2 separate regions of the Sus scrofa genome follow, and region 1 is linked to region 2. A link is a contact called in public HiChIP or PLAC-seq data. All regions are on one chromosome and are shown on one strand. The core of a region is the stretch at or near the end of the contact, and the rest is flanking DNA. Distances in the headings are between cores, read along the strand shown. Region 1 overlaps LOC110256537 (a long non-coding RNA gene). Region 2 overlaps LOC106505551 (a long non-coding RNA gene).

Region 1 (5,314 bases), core at 388-2,887, 670 kb before region 2:
GCTGAAGTACATCCCACACAAGTATGAAGTTGGAGCCCTAACCCTCAGTACCTCTGAATGTGTCTGTATTTACCTTGCCAAGGGGGAGGGGCAAGGGGGAGGGTCAAAGGGGAGGGAAGAATTGGGAGTGTGGGGTTAGCAGATGCAAACTAGTTTATAAAGGATGGATAAATGACAGGGTCCTACTGGATAGTACAGGGAACTATATTTACTATCCTGTGATAATTCATAAAGGAAAAGAATATAAAAAGGAATATATATATGTACAACTGAATCACTTTGCGGTATAGAGGAAATTAACTTGATGTTGTAAATCAACTATACTTAAATTTAAAAGATGTGTCTGTATTTGTAGATAAGGTCTTTAAAGAAGTAACCAAGTTTGGAGTTCCCACTGTGACTCAGCTGGTTAACAAATCTGACTAGCATCCAAGAGGATGAAGGTTTGATCCCTGGCCTCGCTCAGTGGGTTAAGGACCCGGCATTGCCGTGAGGTGTGGTGTAGGTTGCAGACACAGCTTGGATCCTGGATTGCTGTGGCTGTAGCGTAGGCCGGCAGCTACAGCTCTGATTTGACCCCCTAGCCTGGGACCCTCCATGTTGCAGGAGTACGGCCCTAAAAAGCAAAAAAAGAAGTAAAAGAAATTAAAATATGGTCTTCAGGGTGAGCCCTACTCCAGTATGACTGGTGTCCTTATAAGAAGGGGAAATTAGGGCAGAGACACACAGGAACGCCAGAGCTTGTGAGGACACAGGAAGACAGCCGTCCACAACCAAGGAGAGAGGCCTCCAAAATAACCAACCCAGCCGACACCTTGATCTTGAATTTCTAGCCTCAGGACTGTGAGACAGTAAACTCTCTATTGTTTAAGCCACCCAGTCTGGGGCACTTGGTTATAGCAACCTCACATACAGTGGGTGTTGTCTTTCTTAATGGGACATGACACAGTGGTTTATCTTAAAATTGATGCAATCTAAGCATCTTGGAGTCTAGAAATTAGTATGGTTCATCATTTTCCCCTTTTTTACTTATTGTCCTTATTCATATAACATTACTCTGATTAAGGTCACTTTACCACTTATCATCCAAACTGGGATAATTTTAAAAATGAAAAAGGAAGTGCTATTAATGACTCAGGGGGAGTTCCCTGGTGGCTCAGTCAAAAAAAACTAGTTTGATATAAAAAATAGTAATAATGGGTTTTTCCCATTGTGGCTCAGCAGTTTAAGAACCTGACATAGTGTCCCTGAGGATTCAGGTTTGATCCCTGGCCTCAGTCAGTGGGTTAAGGATCTGACATTGCCACAGCCTGCTCAGTGTGGTCACAGATGTGGCTCGGATTCTGCAGTGCTGTGGCTGTGGCATAGGCCAGCAGCTGCAGGCCTGTTTCAACCCTTAGCCTGGGAACTTCCATACATTGCAGGTGCAGCCTTAAAAAAGCAAAGATTGTGCCCCAGGCCACCATCAGCTCTAAGGACAGCACAAGTGACATTGCCAACAGAAGTAGAGAAGACAGGAATTCTTGGGTGACAACTATAGCCCTGGATTCAGGGTGGCTCTTCTTTAAACTACCAGAAAAAATATCTTGGTGGAGTAATTGAATAAACTCCCTGAAGGTCCTGATGTCTCAGGCAGGTCTTTCCTCACTGATCTGCCACAATGTGGGAAATTCCCACAGGGCTTCCTTTTCTGAGTTAATGCATTAGAGAGTCTTATAAAAATGTGAAAGCAAAAATTGCCCATGAGAAGTGACAACCATATTCAGCTATTAAACCTGCACTTACATGGGCTAATCTGCGAAAACCATTGACTGAGCCCTAACCATGTGTTTATTTTATTTTATATTATTTTTTTTATGGCTGCACCTGCAGCATATGGAAGTTCCCAGGCTTAGGGTCAAATTAGAGTTGCAGCTACCAGCCTACACCACAGCCACACCAACACCAGATCCAAGCCACATCTACAACCTAAGCTGCAGCTTGTGGCAGTGTGGGATTCTTAACCCACTGAGCGAGGTCAGGGATTGAACCTGAATCCTCATGGATACTAATCAGGTTCTTAACCTGTTTAGCCACAATGGGAATTTCCAGTTCTTCACTTTCTAACTTGCATAGGTTTAAGACCCTTCAATGCATGTCCTCTAAAGAAACGTACAGTTAAAGTTCTCACTCATATATAATGAGCTTTGTTTTTAAGAAAATACCTATTGAGAAAGCAGTTCCATGTCGCTCATTCTCCAAGGACCATATAGAAAGAGACAAGGTCACAATTTCAAATGGGGAAAATACAAACATTCTAGGTGTTTAAAAATGGTAATAGTTTAACATTAATAATAGTTCCCAACAAAGACAAATGGTGCCACCTTTGGCTGGTCTTTTCCTCTAGGAATTTACTTTGAGCCCAGAGCTCTATTACTTGGCAGGAACTTGGACTTGGCAGAAATACTGGCAATTCCACAGCCACTTTCAGTCCCCTGGCATTCCAGTGTAAAATCAATGTGGAGACTGGCATTCACGAAATGTTTGGAGTTCCCTGGTAGCTCAGCAGTTTAGGGATCTGGTGTTGTCACTGCTGTGGCTCAGGTCACTGCTACGGCATGGATTCAGTCCCTGGCCAGGTCCCAATAAAAAAGAGAAATGCTCAACAGTTCTTCTCAGGAGGGAGGATGGAAGAGGGAGAGAAGGAAGGGGAGAAGAAGGTAGGGAGGAAAGAGAAGGAAGGAGGGAGGGGGGAAATGGGGAGGGAGGCAAGCAGGGAAACATTTTCTGGAAGAGTTTAAATGTCATTTCCAATGACTGATCAAACCTGGATTTCTGTCATGGCTCATCAGTAATGAACCCAACTAGTATCCATGAGGATGTGGGTTCAAACCCTGGCCCTGCTCAGTGGGTTACGGATCTGGCGTTGCCACAAGCTGTAGCTGAGGTCACAGACATGGCTTGGATCCAGCATTGCTGTGGCTGTGGTGTAGGCTGGCAGCTGTAGCTCCAGTTTGACCCCTAGCCTAGGAATTTCCATGTGCCACAAATGCAGCCTTAAAAAGAAGAAAAAAAAAAAGATTATCTGGGGTTTCTACATACACTGTTCTCTATGAGCTAGGTGGCTACTGAGAGTTGGGATCTTATCAAGAAAATGTTGCAGTTCCCTGGTGGCTCAGTGGCTTAAGGATCTGGCATTGTCACTGCTGTGGCATGGGTTCGATCCCTGTCCCAGGACCTTCTACATGCCAAGGGCGCAATGGAAAAGAAAAAGTTTCCCTAATTTAAATGACTTGAAGGAAGTGTGACCTGGTTCAGATAAGAGGGACTAGTATAAGAACAGAAATGATTGAGCAAGAATTGAAACTGGGGCCTCCCAGCCAGATTCCACATCTAGGAGATGGGTAATTTGACAACAATTCATGGCAGAGTTGCCTCAGATCTTGAAATTTTTACCTCATCTGTCTTCCCATCTTTTTTCTTTTTCTTCTTCTTCTTTTTTTTTGGTTTATTCGTCTTTTAGGGCTGCACCCTCCGCACATGGAGGTTCCCAGGGCTCCAATCAGAACTGGCCAGAGACACAGCAACTTGGGATCCCAGCCGTGTCTGCAACCTACACACAGCTCACGGCAACGCCAGATCCTTAACCCGCCGAGTGAGGCCGGGGATCAAACCCGAGTCTTCATGGATACTAGTCGGGTTCATTACCGTTGAGCCACAATGGGAACTTATTTTTGTATTTTATTTTATTATTTTTTTTTTAGTTTTGTTGTTAACGTACAAGGTTGTGATCACTTCTGCTGTATAGCAAAAGGACTCAGTTATTCACGTACACACATCTGCTCTCTTTCTAGGGCAGTAGCCTGTTTTTTTCCATCCTGAGTCCCCTCTTTCAGTTGCACAGTTGGTGTGGCTGCAGTGATTGATAGCTTGATGGCTGCAACATCCTTTGTTTACCGACAGGGCAGATCACCCTCAATTTGCTGCCACTGGAAACTTGAAAAAAACCCAAAGACTAGGAATCTGTGTGAATGGAAAAGACACACAACTCTCCCAGCTGCCTTTCTTCACTAGCAGTTACCTTGTGACACTCACACCCCAAGAGCCAGAGAGACTTCCAGCCTCAGAGACTTCGCCCTCTTTGCAGTCTTTGAAATTAAGTCCTTGGCATCAGACTGTTCTGCCTTTGTCTGAAGCCCCAGGTTTAGGTCCTCACGGACCACCTGAGAAGAAGGCTCACAGCTCCTGGGGAAGGAGGCACATGGCTCCTCAGGGGGCTAGGGTTTCATCAGTTTGGAAAGATGGGTGAGGCTTAGGAGGCAGCGGGGTGGTGAGAAGCGGAAACAGAGCTCTGGACCTGGGGCCCAGTGGGACCCGTCCTGTCAGGGGGAGGAGGGCAGAGGGCAAGGCCACTTTCCCCTTATCTCCAACTGGGGTTGTGGATAGACTCAGTCCATAACTCTGGTAGAAAATAAACACAGCTTGGAGTTCCCTGCTGGCCTAGCATTTAAGGGTCTGTTGTTGTCATTGCTGTGGCTCAGGTTACTGCTGTGGCTCAGGTTACTGCTGTGGCACTGGTTTGATCCCTGGCCCAGGAGCTTCTGCATGTTGTGGATGCAGGCAAAAAAAAAGAGAAAGAAAAAAGAAAATAAACCCAACTTAATGTATAAAACATTTACTAGTTTTCCCTTTCTTTCTTTTTTCTTTCTCTTTCTTTCTTTCTTTTCTTTCTTTCTTTCTTTCTTTCTTTCTTTCTTTCTTTCTTTCTTTCTTTCTTTCTTTCTTTCTTTCTTTCTTTCCTTTCTTTTCTTTCTTTCCTTCCTTCCTTCCTTCCTTCTCTCTCTCTCTCTCTCTTTCTTTCTTTCTCTCTGTCTCTCTTTCTCTCTTTCTCTCCTCTCTCTCTCTCTCTCTCTCTCCTTCTCTCCTTCTCTCCTTCCTTCCTTCCTTTTTTTTAGGGCCGCACCTGCAGCATGTAGAGGATCCTAGGCTAGGGGTCAAATTGGAGATTTAGCCACCTGCCTATGCTACAGCCATGGCAATACCAGATCTGAGCTGCATCAGCAACCTATACCACAGCTCCTGGCAATGCCTGATCCTTAACCCACTGAGTGAGGCCAGGGATCGAACCTGTGTTCTCATGGATGCTAATCAGATTCATTTCTGCTGAGTCACAATGGGAACTCCACTCTCATTAATTTCTGATTTAAGTCTCCATTCTCCCTAGAGTGGTGGGATGTCCTAAATCAATATTCACTTTTCCTGAGGGCCGTATGCAGCTTTCAGTACAAGGCATTGGAGGTGATCCATGGGCCCTAGGTTGTCACTCAATGGGTCT
Region 2 (5,275 bases), core at 1,295-3,794:
AAGAAAATGAAGTGGAGCTTTGTGTGTGTGAGTGTGTGCGCGCGTGTGCGCGCGCGCGCGTGTGTCGCCCAACCAACTAGTATAGTGTTAACCGTAAAGCTCATCATGATAATCACAATTGAAAAGTACAAAGCGTCGCAGGGACGGTATTCATGTTAATCTTGGAATACGGTTCTTGACTGATAAGCCATGGGAACGTCATGGCCTTGGTGTGTGAGCACCAGGGATGAGCATATTTTATCCATTGTTATCCTCCAGCCCCCATATAGACCTGACACAGAGGAAGCCCTTGTAAATGCTTCTAGAATGGATGAAGAGTGGACCGCTAGGGGTTAGTTGCCTAAGCGGCTTTGCCAGCTCGGCAGGGAAAGAGCTAGATGGGTGTGAGCCAGGAAAGGGCACACGATAAAACTCACGAGGCAATGGAGGCAGGAACACGGGGAGACGTCGCTGAGGTTTTCTGGGACATTCTGCACGTTTGGAATCACGCATGTGGTGCTTTTCTGGGAGTCTCGCTAAAAGTGCTCCACGGGAGAGACTGATCCAGGAAAAGGCATGTCAGAACCACAAGGATGAAGGAAAAATTTGAGTCACAGCTGTGTTCATGGTAAGCAGAAAAACACATTTATTTTTAGACTGCAAAAGGAACCTAGGAAGAATTGAATAAATACACCTCTACTGAAAACACTGACAAGATGCTCTTCATTTATGAAGAAAATATTTAATACCGAGCCTTCGAATGGGAATGAAAATGAAGATAATAGCTGGATTTGCAGTATTTATGCTAATGTTTCTCATTGTTAAACATAAAATGACATTTGGACCACAGCATTTCATGTAAGATGCTAGTGATGAAAGTGTAATGAGAGAGCCAAGATGAGAAGACGAATTGAGCATCTTTTCTGCCAGGACTTAGAAGAAAAGCTTTGCAGGTATGATCCCCTCCCACCCTCACAGCATGTTATTCACCTTTAGAAGGGCTCACAGTGCCGCAGAGAGAATGTGCAAGAAAGATTTTCATTTTCTCCTTATGATAATTCCATAAATAAAATGTAAATACATGCTTATTATGTTTCAAACTCCAAAGAATTTATCTTTCAGGCTTGTCACTTGCCATAATCTCTCTTCCATTACCAAGCTGATAAATAGCTTTCCAGTTCTTTTTATATGCATAAGTCTATTTATTTAACCTTTTATTTTTATTATTTATTTATTTATTTACTTATTTTTGGCCATGCCCATGGCATGCAGAAGTTCCCAGGCCAGGGATTGAACTCATGCCACAGCAGTGACAACACTGGATCCTTAACCTGCTGAGCCACTAGAGAACACCTATATTTAACTTTTTAAATATAAAGATAATTATTGAGGAGATAATTAGTTGGAACATAAATATGAAATGATTTCATTTTAAAAAATGACTATATTTTTTATATTTAATTTTATTGGACTATAGCTGACTTACAATGCTATATTCGTTTCAGGTGTACAGCGAAGTGAATCAGTCATACACTGAATATATCCATTCTTTTTTTCCTATATAGATTATTACAAACCATTGAGTAGATTTTCCTGTGACTGTGATATTTGAAACTTCCATTTTTGATTAGGTGCTGAGTCGGTTCCTTAATACCCCAGCGCCTTTCCATAACTTTCTTGTGATCTTCAGTTAGAAGGTTTCATTTCAATATTGATGATTATGTTTATTTGAATACGTCAATCTCAAATGCAGTTGAGAGAAGGTCTCCTCCCCAACTCTAGTGAAGCCCAGATCTATGTGTGACTCCAGCTGCTGGGTTTGCATGGGCATGGGCATGGGGAACTGACTCATAACCTTCCTTCCTAGGCGGGATCTGCTGTTTCTAGCCTTTCTGAGCTCAGTGGTGGTGAAAGTCTCAATTCGCCTCTTGCAAGAGTGGCTGGCTTCCACTCAGCAGTGGGGGCTTTTGTAGCCCTTGGTCATGTTGGCGTACCTCTCCCAACCAAGGATGGTGTCCATTCTCATTCTTTGATAAGACACACCTTTGCCTCTTAAAATACCTGACTGTGACTGTTCTAAGAAAAGTTTTTCTGCCTCTACTTGGCAAAAATCATCTCTGAGGCTGGCAGACAGTGGGTTTATCTCATCTTCCATGTCTGTCTGAAATCAAGCACCTGAGGGGGCTGGGGACAGACCTGACTTTCTTTCTACCTGGTACTCCTCCCATCCCCCACTTGCCATCTCTCTCCAAGTCCCTTCTCTTTTGTAGAGAGCATGGACTTAGAGCTGCTGGCCGGTCAGACATCCAGAGAGGGAATAAAATGCCCATCTCTACTTCTTGCTGTAATACCTGTTCTTTATAAGTAATTCTTTTGGCGCTTCATTAGAGATCTCTACCTTGTTTGGGGAGGGGAAGCAACCTCTTCTCTCCCTACATTGTGGCTCAGTAGTAATGAATCCAGCAGGTTCGATTCCTGGGATCCCTGGCCTCGCTCAGTGGGTTAAGGATCCAGTATTGCCTTGAGCTGTGGTGTAGGTCATAGATCTGGCTTGGATCTGGTGTTGCTGTGGCTGTGGCCTAGGCTGGAAGTTGCAGCTCTGATTTGACCTAGCCTGGAACTTCCTTATGCCTTGGGTGCGGCCCTAAAAAGGCAAAAAAAAAAAAAAAAAAAAAAAAAAAAGGAAAGAAAAAAAAATCCAAGTTGACGTCTTTTTCAATATCCTTAGGCACTGGAACTTGCTCCCTGTGCTGGCTGTTCTCTTTCCTGCTGCCCAAGATCTCTTCTCCATCTTTCCCTGCAGTGCTGTGCCCTGGAAAGCTGATTGCCATGGACCAAGTCACCTCGGCTCCCTGGTCTTTTTGTTTCCAGTTGGTTTCGGTTAATGGGAGGCAGTGGTAGGAGACTGAAAAGTGGCAGAGAAGGAAGTGGGGATATTTTTTTGGGTCTTTTTTTAGGGCCCCACCTGTGGCATATGGAAGTTCCCAGGCTAGTGTTCAAATTGGAGCTGCAGTGCTGCCAGACTACGCTATAGCCACAGCAACTTGGGATCCAAGCCACATCAGTAACCCACAGTACTGATTGCAGCAACGCTGGATCCCTAAGCCACTGAGTGAGGCAAGGGATCAAACCAGCTTCCTCATGGATACTAGTCAGGTTCTTTACTGCTGAGCCACCTCTTAGAAGAGGTACCAGGTACTCTGGAAGTGGGGATATTTATAGCCCTGACCCTCCATCTTAGCCCGTGTTCCTCTGTGGCTGAAGCTCCCAGCCAGTGGCCCCTCCTCCTCACCTCCAGCCCCAGTTGTCCCCTCCTTCCCGCTCCTTCAGCTCAGCCCTGGAAAAGCTCCCACTCTTGCAAATGCCAAGATGCCTCTCACCCTGGACATGTCTACACATCACTCGGGGATCTTGTGAAAATATAGGTACTGACGTAGCAGGGCTGGAGTGGGACCTGAGATTTTTGCATATCTAACAAACTCTTAGGTGATGCCCATGGGTGCTGCTGGGGCACTGTTTGCTCCACCAGCCCTAAACAACAAGCGAGGGAGCCCTGACTTGGTGGAACGTGGGCTGTAGATGGAAAACCTCAGTGCCCAGTACTGAGAAGAGCTGAGGGAAGCCATCATGGACTGTGGTCATCCCATCTTTCTTTCTCAGTGAGAATTCTTTTCTTCTCATTCCTTTTTACCACTCCGAGTGATGCACACCAGAGGCGTACAGGGAGCTAGCTTATTTGCAAGGGTTTCTGGTTCTTCTCTAGAATGAGAAAGCATCGGGTAACATTTTGTTTAAAGGTTATTTTAGGTTTAAAAATACAGAACAAATGGTACAGAGATTCTACTTATGTCATCAAAGGATTTAATTAGATGTAATTTGATGCATTGCTAATGGAAACTTGAAAGCCAGATTTCCTGAAGATAACGTCCAATCTCTATAATTGCTTACTGATGTTTGAGAATTTTCTCTAAAAATCTGTTAAGGGAAAAATTGTTATATGGTTCTAGAATCAAGAAGATAGATTACAACACATATGCCATACTTTTGTACGGAGGGTGTGGTTGGCAGGTGCTCAAAGCACAAAATTTCAGGAGGCACCCATTTTCAGGTTTGTGCAAACGCCTCCTCAATTTTTACCTTAGGTGCCTCACTTGTCTCATCCTAATTTTGACTCTTCCAGTGCCCATGATAGACATTGCAAAGAGATGATACTTGTGTCGAGAAAATGCATGACGGGTGTAACATTTACCTGGATGAAAACACCATCCATGTATCTTTGGTTGATTACCTGTTGTCTCGAATAGTGTTCTCATTCGTACATTTTGTGGTTTGTCACAGTAGACCCCATATAAAGTCATGTGAGATCCTTTCTTGAAGATGGACTTGGAAAATATCTCAACAATTCTTTTTAAAAACTTCTCCCTCTCTGTATCTAACATTTCTCCTTGGGCTTTTCACACATATAATATTATTTTACCACAGAGCTTCATAGCTTGTATGTTTGTTATTTTGAGAGCTTACCTAAGGGTGAGCCTCTCCAAGCTGAGTGAATAAAAATGGACCAAAAACCCCCAAAAGAGAGCATAAAAGTCAAAACCACAAACCATATCCCTTCCCCCACATGGCTTGTCATCATGATTAAATTAGGAAAAGTGTGTTATTTTTAAAAGAGATCTCAAAGGCCAAAACCAACACTTGAAATCCTTCTATTGGAAAAGGCTATTTAGAATAGCTAGGTTTCAACTGCTTGTTTTCAGACCTACTGCATCAAAATCTGGCGCTCTAGAATACCCCCAAATGTGAGAATGCAGAGGTGCTTTACCTTGTTCAAAGCAGAAGTTTCCAATCTTCTGCCTGGGAAAGCAGATCCCTGTGCAAAACATCCTGTGTGGAGTTAATGGTACTTGTCATCCATATAGTGACTGTTTTAACCATCATGGCTGCACAACAAATTTCCCCAAAGCTTAATGGCTTAAAATAGTCATTTGTTACCTCTGAAGTTTACTGTGGGTGAGAAACTTGGTAGTGGCTCTGACTGGTGGTTTGGATTTGGGATTGCTCGTAAGCTGGGGACACAGTTGTCTGAAGGCTTGACTGGGACTAGGGGATCCATTTCCAAGGGGACTCACTCATATGTCTGGCAAGTCGGTGCTGATGTTGGCCTCTCTAGATGGCCTCTGCACAGGGCTGCTTGAGCATCCTCACGGCGTGCCTGCTGGCTTCTTCTGAGTGAGCAGTCCAAGTGGACAAAATGGAAGCTGCAAAGCCTCTTAAGACCAAGCCTCAGAAATCACTC

Evidence for each region. HiChIP or PLAC-seq counts read pairs in DNA pulled down with a chosen protein or histone mark.
Region 1: a contact with region 2 is called in an H3K27ac HiChIP or PLAC-seq map of alveolar macrophages. The contact joins two enhancer-like sites. A contact is called at or near these places in 2 of 2 datasets of contacts at active chromatin or transcription factors (alveolar macrophages and skeletal muscle).

What each region holds. Positions count from the first base shown.
Region 1 is chr13:10,539,559-10,544,872 of Sscrofa11.1, reverse strand. LOC110256537 (a long non-coding RNA gene) reads left to right here. Exons shown (of 4, transcript XR_002338165.1): 4 at 2,387-2,522. Among named protein-coding and RNA genes, the nearest start is that of NKIRAS1, 170 kb to the left of the region's middle. Within about 2 kb of position 1,637, at least 1 of the 83 cell types and tissues checked has an H3K27ac peak or open chromatin away from gene starts, as enhancers often do. A contact at or near this core is called in alveolar macrophages, where this site is marked.
Region 2 is chr13:9,867,175-9,872,449 of Sscrofa11.1, reverse strand. The region is part of intron 2 of LOC106505551 (a long non-coding RNA gene); the gene reads right to left. Among named protein-coding and RNA genes, the nearest start is that of UBE2E2, 130 kb to the left of the region's middle. Within about 2 kb of position 2,544, at least 2 of the 83 cell types and tissues checked have an H3K27ac peak or open chromatin away from gene starts, as enhancers often do. A contact at or near this core is called in alveolar macrophages, where this site is marked.